3 separate regions of the Mus musculus genome follow, and regions 2 and 3 are each linked to region 1. A link is a contact called in public Hi-C and HiCAR-type data. All regions are on one chromosome and are shown on one strand. Each heading gives the region's core, a stretch centred on a gene start, on an enhancer-like site or on the middle of the called end of the contact. The rest is flanking DNA. Distances are from core to core; before and after follow the strand shown.

The links. Hi-C and Micro-C count contacts between places; a contact is called where the count stands out from the background. HiCAR-type assays count read pairs that join an accessible place to other places.
Region 2: a contact with region 1 is called in a HiCAR-type map of astrocytes, with 2.7 times the contacts expected there. The contact joins the promoter of Eif2ak4 here to the promoter of Fam98b in region 1. A contact is called at or near these places in 3 of 39 promoter capture datasets (embryonic stem cells, hippocampal neurons and neural stem cells) and 1 of 115 datasets of contacts at active chromatin or transcription factors (astrocytes).
Region 3: a Hi-C map of B cells shows a contact between it and region 1, with 8 read pairs. The contact joins the promoter of Fsip1 here to the promoter of Fam98b in region 1. A contact is called at or near these places in 2 of 39 promoter capture datasets (embryonic stem cells and hippocampal neurons), 5 of 484 Hi-C or Micro-C datasets (B cells, cortical neurons, embryonic fibroblasts and 1 more) and 2 of 115 datasets of contacts at active chromatin or transcription factors (embryonic stem cells and large pre-B cells).

What each region holds. Positions count from the first base shown.
Region 1 is chr2:117,247,212-117,251,454 of GRCm38.p6, reverse strand. It overlaps Fam98b (family with sequence similarity 98, member B), which reads right to left and starts at 1,716. Exons shown (of 8, transcript NM_026620.3): 1 at 1,617-1,716. The coding sequence starts at 1,687. Gm25189 (a small nuclear RNA gene) reads right to left here and starts at 3,184; the gene lies at 3,021-3,184.
Region 2 is chr2:118,386,692-118,390,934 of GRCm38.p6, reverse strand. It overlaps Eif2ak4 (eukaryotic translation initiation factor 2 alpha kinase 4), which reads right to left and starts at 2,318. Exons shown (of 39, transcript NM_013719.3): 1 at 2,083-2,318. The coding sequence starts at 2,226.
Region 3 is chr2:118,254,861-118,259,103 of GRCm38.p6, reverse strand. It overlaps Fsip1 (fibrous sheath-interacting protein 1), which reads left to right and starts at 2,148. Exons shown (of 12, transcript NM_001374672.1): 1 at 2,148-2,304.

The DNA.
Region 1 (4,243 bases), core at 467-2,966:
CAGCTTTCCTTTCTAAGCCATTGCATTCATTTTTTACTTTACATGACAACCTAAAGCACTTTCATTGATAAACTACGTGGTTTAATCACAATAAAAAAATACATTACTACTCGAAATCCACATGAAGATCCGAAAAGACAGTGATCAATTACAACATACATAATCAGTAACATTTCCCACATTTCGTTATCATAGAGGGGGGTTTTCAAACTTCAAAATCTTGTCTTTGGCCATTCCAGGAACACTGATTCTGAAGTATGCAACAGTTTTAACTCTCATATTGAATAATGTGAAACAAATGTCTCTCAGTAAATGTCAACATTAGAGCAAATTTCACTTTCTTAAATGCTATGGTAGAAACAATATGTTTCAGGAATCAAAGAAGAATAAAACCACTGTCTTCGCACTTCATAAATGGCTACAAGATCCCAAAAATTGTAAATGTCTGGGATCCAAGCTGGAGCCTACGCACACCAAGGTATTTTAACTTCGTATTAGTTATATTTCCCCTGCAGGGTTAAGAAAATTTCATAGAAATACAAATAGCCCTGATGTTGTCGTGCTGGTTCTGTTTTTTTATTTAACAAACATTTTATTCAAGATCAAGTAAATTCAAGGTTCTGTTATGCTGAGTAGCAGCAAAGTATGCATTATCAGGGTGCAACAAAAGTTAACACTTGCTAGAAAAAAAAAGAACAAAATAGTTTGAGGGAACGAAAATAAGGGAACCAGGCATGATAGTTTCAAACTTCTTTAGGAGCAGTTACCCTAAAATGAAACCACCTTAAGGAGGTAAACGTCTGTGCAGATGGCGCCAACGTTGGGGAAAGGATCCGTTTATTAACCCTCAACCGTTTGGACCTTTGCTCACAAGTACACACCCTCCTCTGAACTTTTTCTTCAATCGCTGTGACAGGCCCCACTCTAGTATGTTGCCAGGAGGAGTCCATCAGTGAAGAAAGTTGACAAGTTTCTCAAACTCTGGGTGAAGTTCATGTGACAAACAGGTAAAAAGAGCAAGCGCTGGGAAGAACACCAGGATGGAGGGGAGTAACACTGCTTGTCCAGATCGCCTCATCACCGCCACCCCGGGGTTCCTCTTAACACCTAAAGTGGTAACGACGTTCTGAAAACTGTCGTTTCTCCCTGCCTACCACACAAACGTGCTTTAAGGAATGGAGAAGGTTAAATGCAGGGGTTCACACTTAACTAAGAGTCTTCAGTCTAAGAAGCGGGAGTGAGTCCTCCCCCAGCCCTGAGTAAGCCACCGATTTGAGCAGCATGCGCGACACAACAGTCCAGACGCAACTGCGGTGCGGCGGGAGCAGGATCTACGTCCATACAAAGGGCTCCCCCCCCCACCCCCCCGAGGCCCGGGAGGAGCCGGCTGCAGGCTGAATGTAATGAAAGAGGGAAAACGGCCGGCACAGCCAGGCCTCTCGCTGCAGCCGCTCGTTCCCGCCGGCTCCCAGGGTCCCGGCTACCCGGAGCGCAGAGGCCTGCGCACCGCCCGGTACACAAGGCCTGCTCCGGGGAGAAGCGCACGCCCGTGCCACAGCGGCCACGCGCAGGGCCAGCGTCCTCTCCTCTGAGAAGTTGTCCACGAGAACACTCACCCCAGCGCCTCCAAGGTGTCCAGAACGTCCCCTTCCATGCTGGTTTCGGGCCCGAGCTCTGGCCCTCTCATGGTCGCTTGGTCCAAAGCTGTTCGTCACTAAAAATCCCGCCGGAAACCAGCGTCAGCACGCCAAGGTTCCGGGACTTGTAGCCGTGGCAACCGTGGAGGAGTCCCTGCTTGGTGCAACGTAAAAGCCATGTTTGCAACAATAGACTTTTAAAAAATAAATAAGCATCTTTGTGTTAGATCTTATCCATGTGAAGTCACTATCTTTTACTATCATGATTCTACTGTAGGTGTTGAATACTACCCCACCTTAGATTTTTTAATTTTTGTTTATGGTGTGTGTCAGGTGTGTGTAGATGCTCCGGAAACCAGCAGAGGGCAACAGATCAAGCCCTCTGAAAGAGCAGCCACATTCTTAACCAATGAGCCAACTTTCCAGTCGCCCCCACACACATACATCTTGCTTTTTATAACAAAAATCCCAAAAGGAAACTATAATGATCTCCAGCTAAAAAGTAACAGGATGTCTATATACATAAGTCCATTGAGCCAATACATGTGCCAGTGCTCTAATAAGAAGAGATCTAGGGTATCATTTCATTATGAATATAGAACCAAATAAGTGAGTTGTTGTGTTCATCTATCTGCAGAACCACTTCAAATACATATTCAAGATTTTGTATTGTGTTGCTGGTCATTTATGAATGTATTAGCAACAAAAGGTACAGCTCCAGATGCAGTAGAAACATCCATAAGAAATAAAAGCAAGGCCACAACATGCCTTTAATCCCAGCACCCAGGAGTCAATGTTTCTCCTGAGTTCAAGGCCAGGTTAGTCTATACAGTGAGCTCCAGGCCAGCCAGAGCTACAAAGTAAGACACTGGCTCACAAAACAAACAGCAAAAGAAGAAAGAAAGAAAGAAAGAAAGAAAGAAAGAAAGAAAGAGAGAGAGAGAGAGAGAGAGAGAGAGAGAGAGAGAGGAGGGAGGGAGGGAGGGAGGGAGGGAGGGAGGGAGGGAGGGAGAGAGAAAGAAAGAAAGAAAGAAAGATGGAAGGAGAGGAAGAGGGAGAGAAGGAAGGGGAAGGTGTATTAGTCAGGGTTCTCTTGAGTCACAGAACTTATGGGTAGTCTCTATATAGTAAAGGAATTTATTGATGACTTACAGTCTACAGTCCAACTCCCAACAATGGTCAGTAACAGCTGTGAATGGAAGTCCAAGGACCTAGCAGTTGCTCAGTCCCACATGGCAAGCAGGCGCGAAGGAGAGAAAGTGAGACTCCCTTCTTTCAATGTCCTTAAATGGTCTCCATCAGAAGGTGTAGCCCAGATTAAAGGTGTGTGCCACCATACCTTGAACTCAGATCTCCCTGTCTTTTTGTTTGTTTGTTTGTTTAAAGGGGAGAGCACAAACGCAGTCCCCCACTACCACAAATTATGCAGTCGAGTTTCCCGCATTTGGGGAAATCGCAGTGGTCAGCACATCCGGAGTGCAATGGATACACCTCGCCCTGGGAAAACCACCTTCGTGATCATGGTATCTCCCCTGCCAGGTAAGTATGATTTCCCTGCCTTAATCTTCTGGAATCCATAGCCACTATGCCTCAAGATCTCCATACCCAGATCCAGGTCAGAAACTTCTATCTCCCAGCCTCCAGATTAGGGTCACTGGTGAGCCTTCCAATTCTGGACTGTAGTTCATTCTAGATATAGTCAAGTTGACAACCAGGAATAGCCACTACAGGAGGTAAGGGGGAAAGACAAGAAAGAAAGGAAAGAAAAAAGAGAAAGAAATTTAAAAAAATAAAGACATCTTCTGAGTAACATAAATTATTTCCAAAAATTCATGTCAAAAGAAATCTCAGGGTTGTTTGAGTGGAAAGAAAATACTGACAGATGAGAATATGAGAGTGTAAAAAAGTGCTGAAAAGTACTCCTAGAAAGAGCAAAGTGAGATAAATATTGGCTGTTCAAAACAGCAAGTGTAATGTCTTATAAAATTTGAAATGTGTTGGGAAGAAGGTTAGCAAATAAAGTTAATGAATTACAGAATTTACCCATTTCTAAGAAGTGATAAAATAATTTATGATAGTAAGTCAAGATTACACACTATCATTATTAATGTATTTAGTAAAAAAAAAAATCCTGTGACCCACTTTGATCAACTGAATATAGTAGAATATTGAACTAATCAGGTATAGTCTTTAAATAGTTGGTTTTGCAAGCGCAAGCATGCACGTGTGAGTGAGTGTGAGTGTGTGTGTGTGTGTGTGTGTGTGTGTGTGTGTGTGTGTGAATGGGATGCCTTCTCTAGAAACCCAATCACTAGGCTGAGAATTTGGGGCCACATGTAGAGACCAAGTGTCAATATACTATTTGGTGAATCCAGATAAGCTCCCAGGACACAACTTTCCTCTTAGTTATTTTCAGCAGAAGCATCAGATGGTCAACTATAGTCCCAGGCAAGAAATGACAGTATTTATGTAAGCAAATCTTAAGCAAAAAACCATCAGCTGAGCCCAGTCAACTCATAATCAATGAGATAATGAAACCACTCAGGTTTTGGGTTGTTTATTTTGCTGCAGTATTGTAGTGGCTATTCCTGGTTGTCAACGTGAAT
Region 2 (4,243 bases), core at 1,069-3,568, 1.1 Mb before region 1:
CAAACAAACAAAAAACAGTTCAGAGAAAAAGAAAAACCATGAACATGGTTTCTAACCAATGAAATACAAATTAGATGGGACAGCTTTCATTCATTTACTGTCAAAATGAAAGGACGGAGCATGCAATGTTGACAAAGGCTAAAGAGATAAGTGCACTCATAAACAACCAGTGGACCCAGAGACAGAAGGAAGGAGGGAGGGTTTGCAATGCCTCCCAAGGGAGGAAGCAGACCCTCTGCTGATACGGAAAGCTAGACAAGATAAATAAGTAGTATTTTTTAAATGTCCTTGAATTGTAAACTATATCTTAAATGATTGATACCCAAACTTTTAAATGTGTAAATTAATTTTTGATATACACTCTGAACTGTTTGACTATCCATGAATGAAATGTTTCAAAACTGACATTTAATCCATGACATATCCCCCAAAAGTTAAAAAAAAGTGATCTGAGTTTACTGGCAGTAAACTTGACCTGAAATGAGAAGAGGTCATTGTCCTCACTGTGTTCAGGCTGACATTTGCATATTCATACATTTATTTCATTGCGTTTACATTGTGAACACACCCCCACAGGCATGGAAGGAGGAGGAACATACACCCCGGATTATGTGTAAGAACACTTCTGTATTCTGAAAACTACTAGGCCTCAAGGGTTCTAGATTCAGGATAGTGGCACCGAATAACCTTTCCCTGAAGAAAGGCAAGTAGCGGGTGCTAATGAGAGCTTGTTCAAAGCGTAACCTCTGACTCATCAGACTGAGCATCAATTATTTGCCTGAAAGGCCTATGAAAGAAAGTGTTGGTGATATTGCTTGTGATCCAGAGCCAGAGTCTACTACTGAATAACTCTACCTGCCTTTTACACTATCTCTGGGTTAAGTCTTCTTGGTTATAAAGGCCACCGTGAGCTGTAAATTCCTGGGCTAACTGGGATCAGCTGTAAATTCTTAGGATTATCAGTATCATTACCTAAAAGTGGCTGATGGTTTTCCTTCCATTTTCCTGCACCTTGGGAACATAAAACTAAAAAAACTAAAAAAAAAAAAAAAAAAAAAAAAAGCCAGCTGGGTCTCCCTGAGTCCCCTGCACATTCTGTAACACTATTCTGGTGGCCTAGGCCCTACTTCCTGGTTCCCTGGAAACAGAGAAGTTGCCAGATGACCTGTAGGTTATCTTACTATTTACAAGAAGCATGTATAACTGTATGTAAAGTTACAAATAAGGCCTAAAAAAGTAAGCTTCCCGCCGGCAGCAGGGGTTTTGTGCATGTTTTACCCATGACTGTGTTCCTAGCGTCTAAATCATTAAATTAAAAAGTATATTGGTTTAGTGGGAGAATCTTGGCCCTGACAGCTTAAGTAAAGCCTTTTCCTAAAGAAATACTAGATATAGAGAAAAGACAGACATTGTGAGTTAAAGAAGTAAGGCAGATGGAGGAAAGAAGTACTTTCAAACTTCAGGAACATTTTAGTTCGGCAGATACACTATTCAAGGATAGGGAGAGACTGTCACTGCCCTCAGCTTAACTTCCACACAAAAAAGGAAAGTGATGTTTTAAATAGAACTCGGTAAACACTGCATTACAGCGACAATAAACATGTTCTATACCTATTCCTCAAAAGTCTCGGAGGAAGGTACAAAAAGTTCTTCCACACAGGAAACGGGATTTACACAGTGTGACCTGGGAGTTTGTTTGCTGAGAGCACAAGACCTGGACCCACGCCCCCTAAGCATCCCCAGCACAAAGTAGCAATGAGTGACTATGAATGTGCAGTCACAACCCACCTCGAGGCCTGGGGCGAGTCAGTGTGGGGAAGAATGGTTGGAAGGACGAAGGGTGGTTAGGGGACGTCAGTGGGAATAAGAAGCACAGCAGAGAGAGGAGCCCGACCGGGGAAAAAAGAGAATTCAGGCCAGGTGCTGCCTTCTCAAGACCAGTGGCGGCGCAGAGGCAGAAAGTGAGGGTAGTGGAACTGCAATATGAAAAGCCTTTAGGATCTAAGTGGTCGCCCCAGACTGGAGGCGTCTGGCTGGGTTCCTAGACTGGAGAACACCGGGCCAGACCAACCACGTTCCTACCCGTCCGCGCGCATCCGGCCGCAGATCCTGGAAGTCCGAGCCGTAAATGGCCTCCAGGGCCTGCAGCTCGTGGTCCTGTCGCTGCGAATAGCTCTCCTGTGGCTCAGCCCGGCCGCGTCCAGAGGCCCCGCGGCCCCCAGCCATGGCGGCCGGGGCAGGCGCAGCGGCCTAGGCGAGGTAGCGGTGATTCTGGGGTGGGTAGGGGAGCTCCAGCCCGCGCCGTGACCGAACTGAGGGCGGGGCCTCGAGTCGGAGTCGGGTCTGGGGGAGGGGCCTCGAGCTGATGACAGGTCTAGGGGGTGTGGCTCTGCTCTGGGGAGGCGCTTTAAAGACAGGATCTCCAGCGGGAGACGAACCTGGGGGCGGAGTCTCGAGCTGAAGACCGACCTAGGGGCGTGACTCTGAGCAGGTGAGAGGGCCTTGGGCGGAGCCTAGGCCAGGAGGCGGGTCTGAAGGCGGGGTTCTCCGCGGCTGACTCGTTTGGCCCACTCCGGAGAAGGCCAGTGGGCGGGGTTTTGCTCCAACTTCTCATGGCCCAAGACTTCTAATAAAACAAGAGTAGGGGAAAGCTTTGCCTTCTTCCTGAGGGGAGAAATTGAGTCAGGAATTGCCAACACACTTTGGAGAGCCAGTCTCTTAGGTCAAAGTGACAACACATATTAGTTTTCACAAAACAAGTATGTAGCAGAAACAGGCGCTGGAACTCCTTCACCCTGCCTGGCTAGAGAGAGGAAAATTTTAGAGCGCAGTCATGAGTTAAATCGTTTATCTTACCTGACCTTCCCAGAATGAGACTACTGGGAGGAAAAAACCGTAAACCCTGTTTCCCACATTCGTTACCCTTGAATCATTAATTAAATGTCTCATGCATGCTCTCTGGACTCTCTGAAATTCTCTCCTTGCATTTTCAAATCCCACAAAGAGAATTATCCGACCAGTTCATTTAATGTAAATTTGAGCATTCACATTCATGTAAAATGTTGCACCCTACTTTACATACTTAAGGGATGTATTTGTGTCCATATGAGTCAGGGTCTCCCTCTGCAGCATGGTCTGGCCTTGAATTCATAGTAATCTTCCTACTTTATCCTCTCAGCGCTAGGATCATGAGACTGTGCCACCATCCCTATTTGACCATATTTTTTTTTCACGCATATAAGTAACCTATCTATTCAGACATTGCTATTGCTTTGTTGTCTACCTGCTGTAGCTTAATTCAGAAAAAAAATGCACTATCATGCCTCGAGTTAGGTTAGGTGACATGTCTCTGTCAATCTTGTTTGCATCTATCTTGTTCACTTAGTAATGTTGACTTAGGCATCTCACCTTCAGACCACTCTGATCAGACAAGGTAACACAAAGGCCTTTTAGAAACCACCTCCTCCCTCCTTCAGCTGGAGACCTGTTCTGTTTCCAGGGACCCCTGCCTGGATACATGGCAGAACTCAACAAACAGTGAAGATATTTGTTGAGTGCTGCCTTTTTTTTTTTTTTTTCAGCTCTCACATTCAAACTGTCATCATGTCCTCAGTTTCCCCCTAAGCTGCAGCCCATTTTTACCACCTCTTCACTGGCTCTCTATTCGGCCGTCTTCATCCTTGCCCCATGTTAAGCAGCTCTTCCTATTGTAGCCAAAGTAAAGTTCCTAAATCACGAATATGGCCACACTAATCTCTAAAATCCTTCCAGTTTCCAACTGCTCTTCTTCTACTACAAAAGAAAAACTCAATACGGATTTTTTTCAACATAAAAGCAGAGGAAACATTATAATAACCCCAGGTATTTGTCATCCAGGTCCACAATGTCAGATGTCGTCACCAGTATTGTTTCATTTTCTCCATCCTTAGGAATGCTTTAAATATCAAATATTGTGGACTTTGTTTATAAAGAAGCATGTGTGTAACAGAAAAAGACATTTGAAACCCATTACACCTTAAAGTGTAACACTTTCTATGTTATTAATATCTGTATAGTAAAAATGCAAAATAGTAAAAATACTTTTATTTAATAAAACAATAATTATTGTGTGACAGTCTTTTCCTGGGGTGACACAACACACACACACACACACACACACACACACACACACACACACACACAATTTACCCCAAAGTAACGAATGCACCAATATAACTTGATGAACCATTGGGGTTGTTATTGG
Region 3 (4,243 bases), core at 899-3,398, 1.0 Mb before region 1:
GTTTCATTTTTGAGGGGAACAAAGAACACAGAACTGTAATTTAGCTATACTGAACCAGGATATCCCTGAACAGTGTCCAAACCACAGGAGAGGCTTTGTTGTTGTTGTTTTTTAAATAGGTGACCTCCACCAACAGTGGTTTATGGAGATACTCCACTGGCTAGGCATGAATCTTGACTTAAACCCACATTGATTCGTTTGTTAACGAGGGTACTCCCAGCTGAGAAGTGCTGAAGGCACAGAGAGACTTTCAGTTGTTTATTTGCTGGAACATTTTGTGCTTTGACTGTTAGCAAATATGCAATCTTCTCTCAGTATCTAGAGTCCACTTTTGGAAGGCAGTCTTAGGAACTTCTTTTTCCTCCCTTTGGGACTGCACAAGATCATACACAGGCTCTCTAACATACTAACTAGTCACTCTACCACTGAGGCACATCCCCAGTCTAGCCATTCATTTTTTTTCATATAGCATGCAAATCTTCCAGTAATTTAATCAATACCATGGGTTGGGAATTGTGATGGTAAGGACTTACTGTGAATTGAACTCATTATTCTTTCGTTCTTTTTCTTAAAATGTCTATATGTCTGTGTGTATGTATGTGTATGCATGTATGTATGTGTATACATGTAAGTTAACAGTTTGGTCATTCAGGACCTGTGGGCATTGAAAGGCCGCTAAGTGGAGAGTCATGGAGAGCCTGGAGCAGAGGGCTGGTAGGATTTGGCTGAGGTTCTGAACACACGTTGTAGGATACTGTCCTTCAGTATACAGGAGGTGCAAGGGAAGCTCCCACTGAGGAAACTACTAGTAGAGTATCACAAACATCTAATTGAGGGTGGGAACCTTGCAGATATGAGGAACACTTGGATTCAGATACACTTGAATGCAGGTCTGGTAGCATGTCCGACTTGAGGATGGTACCAAAGGTGCTGAGCTGAGCCTGGGAGAATGGTGTGGGGAAGACGGTATAGGAAGGGCTGCAGTGGGGAGAGGGGACTATAGAAAAGTGGCTTGATTTTGATCTGCTTAGTTTGCGAGGGTTCTCATGCCTTATGAGGTTCAAGGGAGTCATTTGACCTGGAGTCCGAAACAAAGGATCAATAGCACCCAGATGGTATTCACAGCCAGGGTTTTGCCCTCAGCACCATCTTAACTTGTAGCTGTGATCTTTGGGCAACTCAAGTCATACTTATTTGCTCTGATGAAAAAAGACCAGAGAAACACTGTATTTACCCCAAAGCATGAGGATAAAGGGGCTCTGAGTATGAAAATACCTTGTAAACAACCAAGGGCAATTCAGACTGAAACGCAGCAGAGGTTGCGCGGTACTGAGAATGAAGAAAGAGCATCAGTTTGGTGATCCAGGCAATGAGCCCTAATGCACTGTACACAGAGAAATGATTGGTAGCTGTGGAGGTATATACTGCCATCATAATCCTTCTTATTCTACTACAGCCCAGTCTTTACAGGACGTATATGTATATATACGCATATGTATATATACACTGTATTATACATTATACTTTATGCACACTGCTATTATATACACATGTATTACACACACACACACACTCACACAGCTCTCCAAATTTTACAAGACCTTCACATACGAGATCTGTTTGAGTTGCACATCAGTCTTGCAAGGAAGAGAGGATAGTGATATGGGAAGTAACTGATCTGAGAGGACACCTGGTCGGTAGAACATTCTAGTAGCCGGTGAGAGCTATGTAAACATGGAGATCCTCGTTCCAGAGGCCAACCTGAATATGAACAAACCATTCCCACCCAGAACATTCACTGAAAAGAAGGTTATAGGAGGGCCACAGTCACACCCCCTCCAATCCCAACCAGGACAGCAGTCTTCTTGTAACTTCCGGTCCCCAATACCCAATTCTTTTTTTTTTTTTTTTGCTTTTTTCGAGACAGGGTTTCTCTGTGTAGCCTTAGCTGTCCTGGAACTCACTCTGTATACCAGGCTGGCCTCGAACTCAGAAATCCGCCTGCCTCTGCCTCCCAAGTGCTGGGATTAAAGGCGTGCGCCACCACGCCCGGCTTCAATACCCAATTCTTGAAGGTACGGGACCTTTAAACCTATCGCGAGACTGTGATCTGCGCGCTTCTAGTTGCCAGGGCAACAGCGTTCTTTGAGACAGCGGTCTCCTGCTGCCTCTTTCATCTTCACAGAGGAGGCGGTGGCGGGAAAAACCGGTCCCCTTCGAAGGGAAGTGGAGAGAGTCAGTGTCTAGGCGTCCAGCTTTCTTCCCCACCGAGAAGTTGAGGGGCCGCACGCACCACGGGCAGAGGTTGGTAGCCGCTGGCCACGGCAGAGGGCGAGGTGGAGGTGTGGCCTGATGTGCCAGAGGAGGGTGAGAGGGCGGACTCTGTCCCCGAGGGCTGTGGGTGTGGCCTGTTCGCCCAGGCCAGCATGGGGTGGCCACAGGGGCGTGGCTATGTCTGGGAGTCTCAGAAGCTACTGCCCGGGCAGAGGCGTGATCTCTGCTGAAAACTCTTTCTGCATTAGTGCATCCTTACGAGCCTTCTTCCCACTGAGGTCTGGAGCACTAGTCAGTAGCATAGTCCTTAAAAGTGGCACAGGAAAAATGAGACTAGAGAGAGGGTTTGTAAACATTGATCTGGGACTTAGCTTTCCCAATGGAAGAAATGTAAACCAAACGTATAGGTAGATACCTTTGGGCATCCACCAGCCTGGGGACTATGAATAGGCCTTTCAGACAATAAGACAGGGAGCAAACAATCTGGAGACACAACCAGTTTTGCCTCATCACACCGGACGTGTACTATCTACACGAGCTGATCAAAAAATGTAATAAAACGTTGGCGTGTATGAGCAGTTATTTGTTACCATTAGAATCTGGTCACATCTCTACTTCACTGAATAGCATAAAGTAACTGGTATTTTAATTTTGATTCTTTTGGTGCACTGTGTTTCATTAAATGAGGAAATGTATAAAACAAAAATTTCTTTTTGTCCCAGTTTCCCTTTTTATTGTAGACCTCCATAAGACCGGGATATGATTACTAATAACCATGCAACAGAGTCAGAGAGCCATGTCTTGAAATCTTCTCTGCCAAGGAAACTAATCCATGGTTTTTCAGTTTTGCCTCAGGCAAATGTTTAAGGCAAGGGCAGAAAGCAGCCACTTTCTTTGCCAAATACAGGAATGTTCTGTCCTTCTGTCGCCCAGGTGCTAGTATTGTTTTCCCCTGAAATGGCCTGAGGTCCGTAGGCCTCTGCAGTCTGCCTTGCTCTCAGCATTATTGCCTTCTAACCTCCCACCAGGATGCTCTTTAAGCTCTTCATCAGCATCCAACTGCTTTCCTAGTCCAGAGTCTTATAAAAGAACGCCTTCAATTGACTTACAGCTTCAGAGGCTTAGAGTCCATCATGGCGGAGCAAAGGCACGGAAGCAGAAACAGCTGAGAGCCCACATCTTGATCTGAAAGTAGAAAGCAGAGCTAAGTGGGAAGCTGAGAGTCTATTGATACTTCAGGAGGCGCTTCCTCTGCCCATGAAATACCACTTCCTCCTAATCCTTCCCAAACAGTTCTACCAAGTGAGGACCACGCTGGCTTAGTATATCATTGATTTCTTTGCAAGCTATCCTTGCATTTCCTTCCAGGCCTTGGAAGATTGCATATTTTATATTGACTCATTACTTTTAAATTTTGCTTTTACTTTTATTAAAATGATATGGTCCAAATGTTAAACTGTGGTATAAAATTCAGAATGGAAGAAATAACTGAGCAGTTCCCAGTCACATCTTCTGGAGGCAGCCACCTTGAACTCTTAAATATTATGCTTTATTTACTATTGTTTGGATTTATCAATTCCTGGATTCCCTCTTTGATGTCCTACTTGGCTAGATTCTTCTACACCCTCCTTTTGGATCCTGTCTCCCATCCCACATCCTCAGGGAAGACATGGCAGTTGGTAAATCCATTCTCAGGGCACATGCAACTTGGTGCACATCGTGTGGCTGCTTTCTTGTACAGCTCTTCATTTTTCATATGGAGTTTCTGTGTGACAAGTGATTTCTTAAACACACAATACACCTATCAGATCCCATTTCAATGGTCTTTATTCCGATTTCTTTTCCAGATGGCCAAATACACAGATAGCCTGTCAGTTACATTTCCTGTGAACCGTGGTTTATTTAATTTGCGATGTTTCTGAGGAAGCCTAATAGCAGCCGAGCAGCCTTTGAAACAGATGGAAAGGTT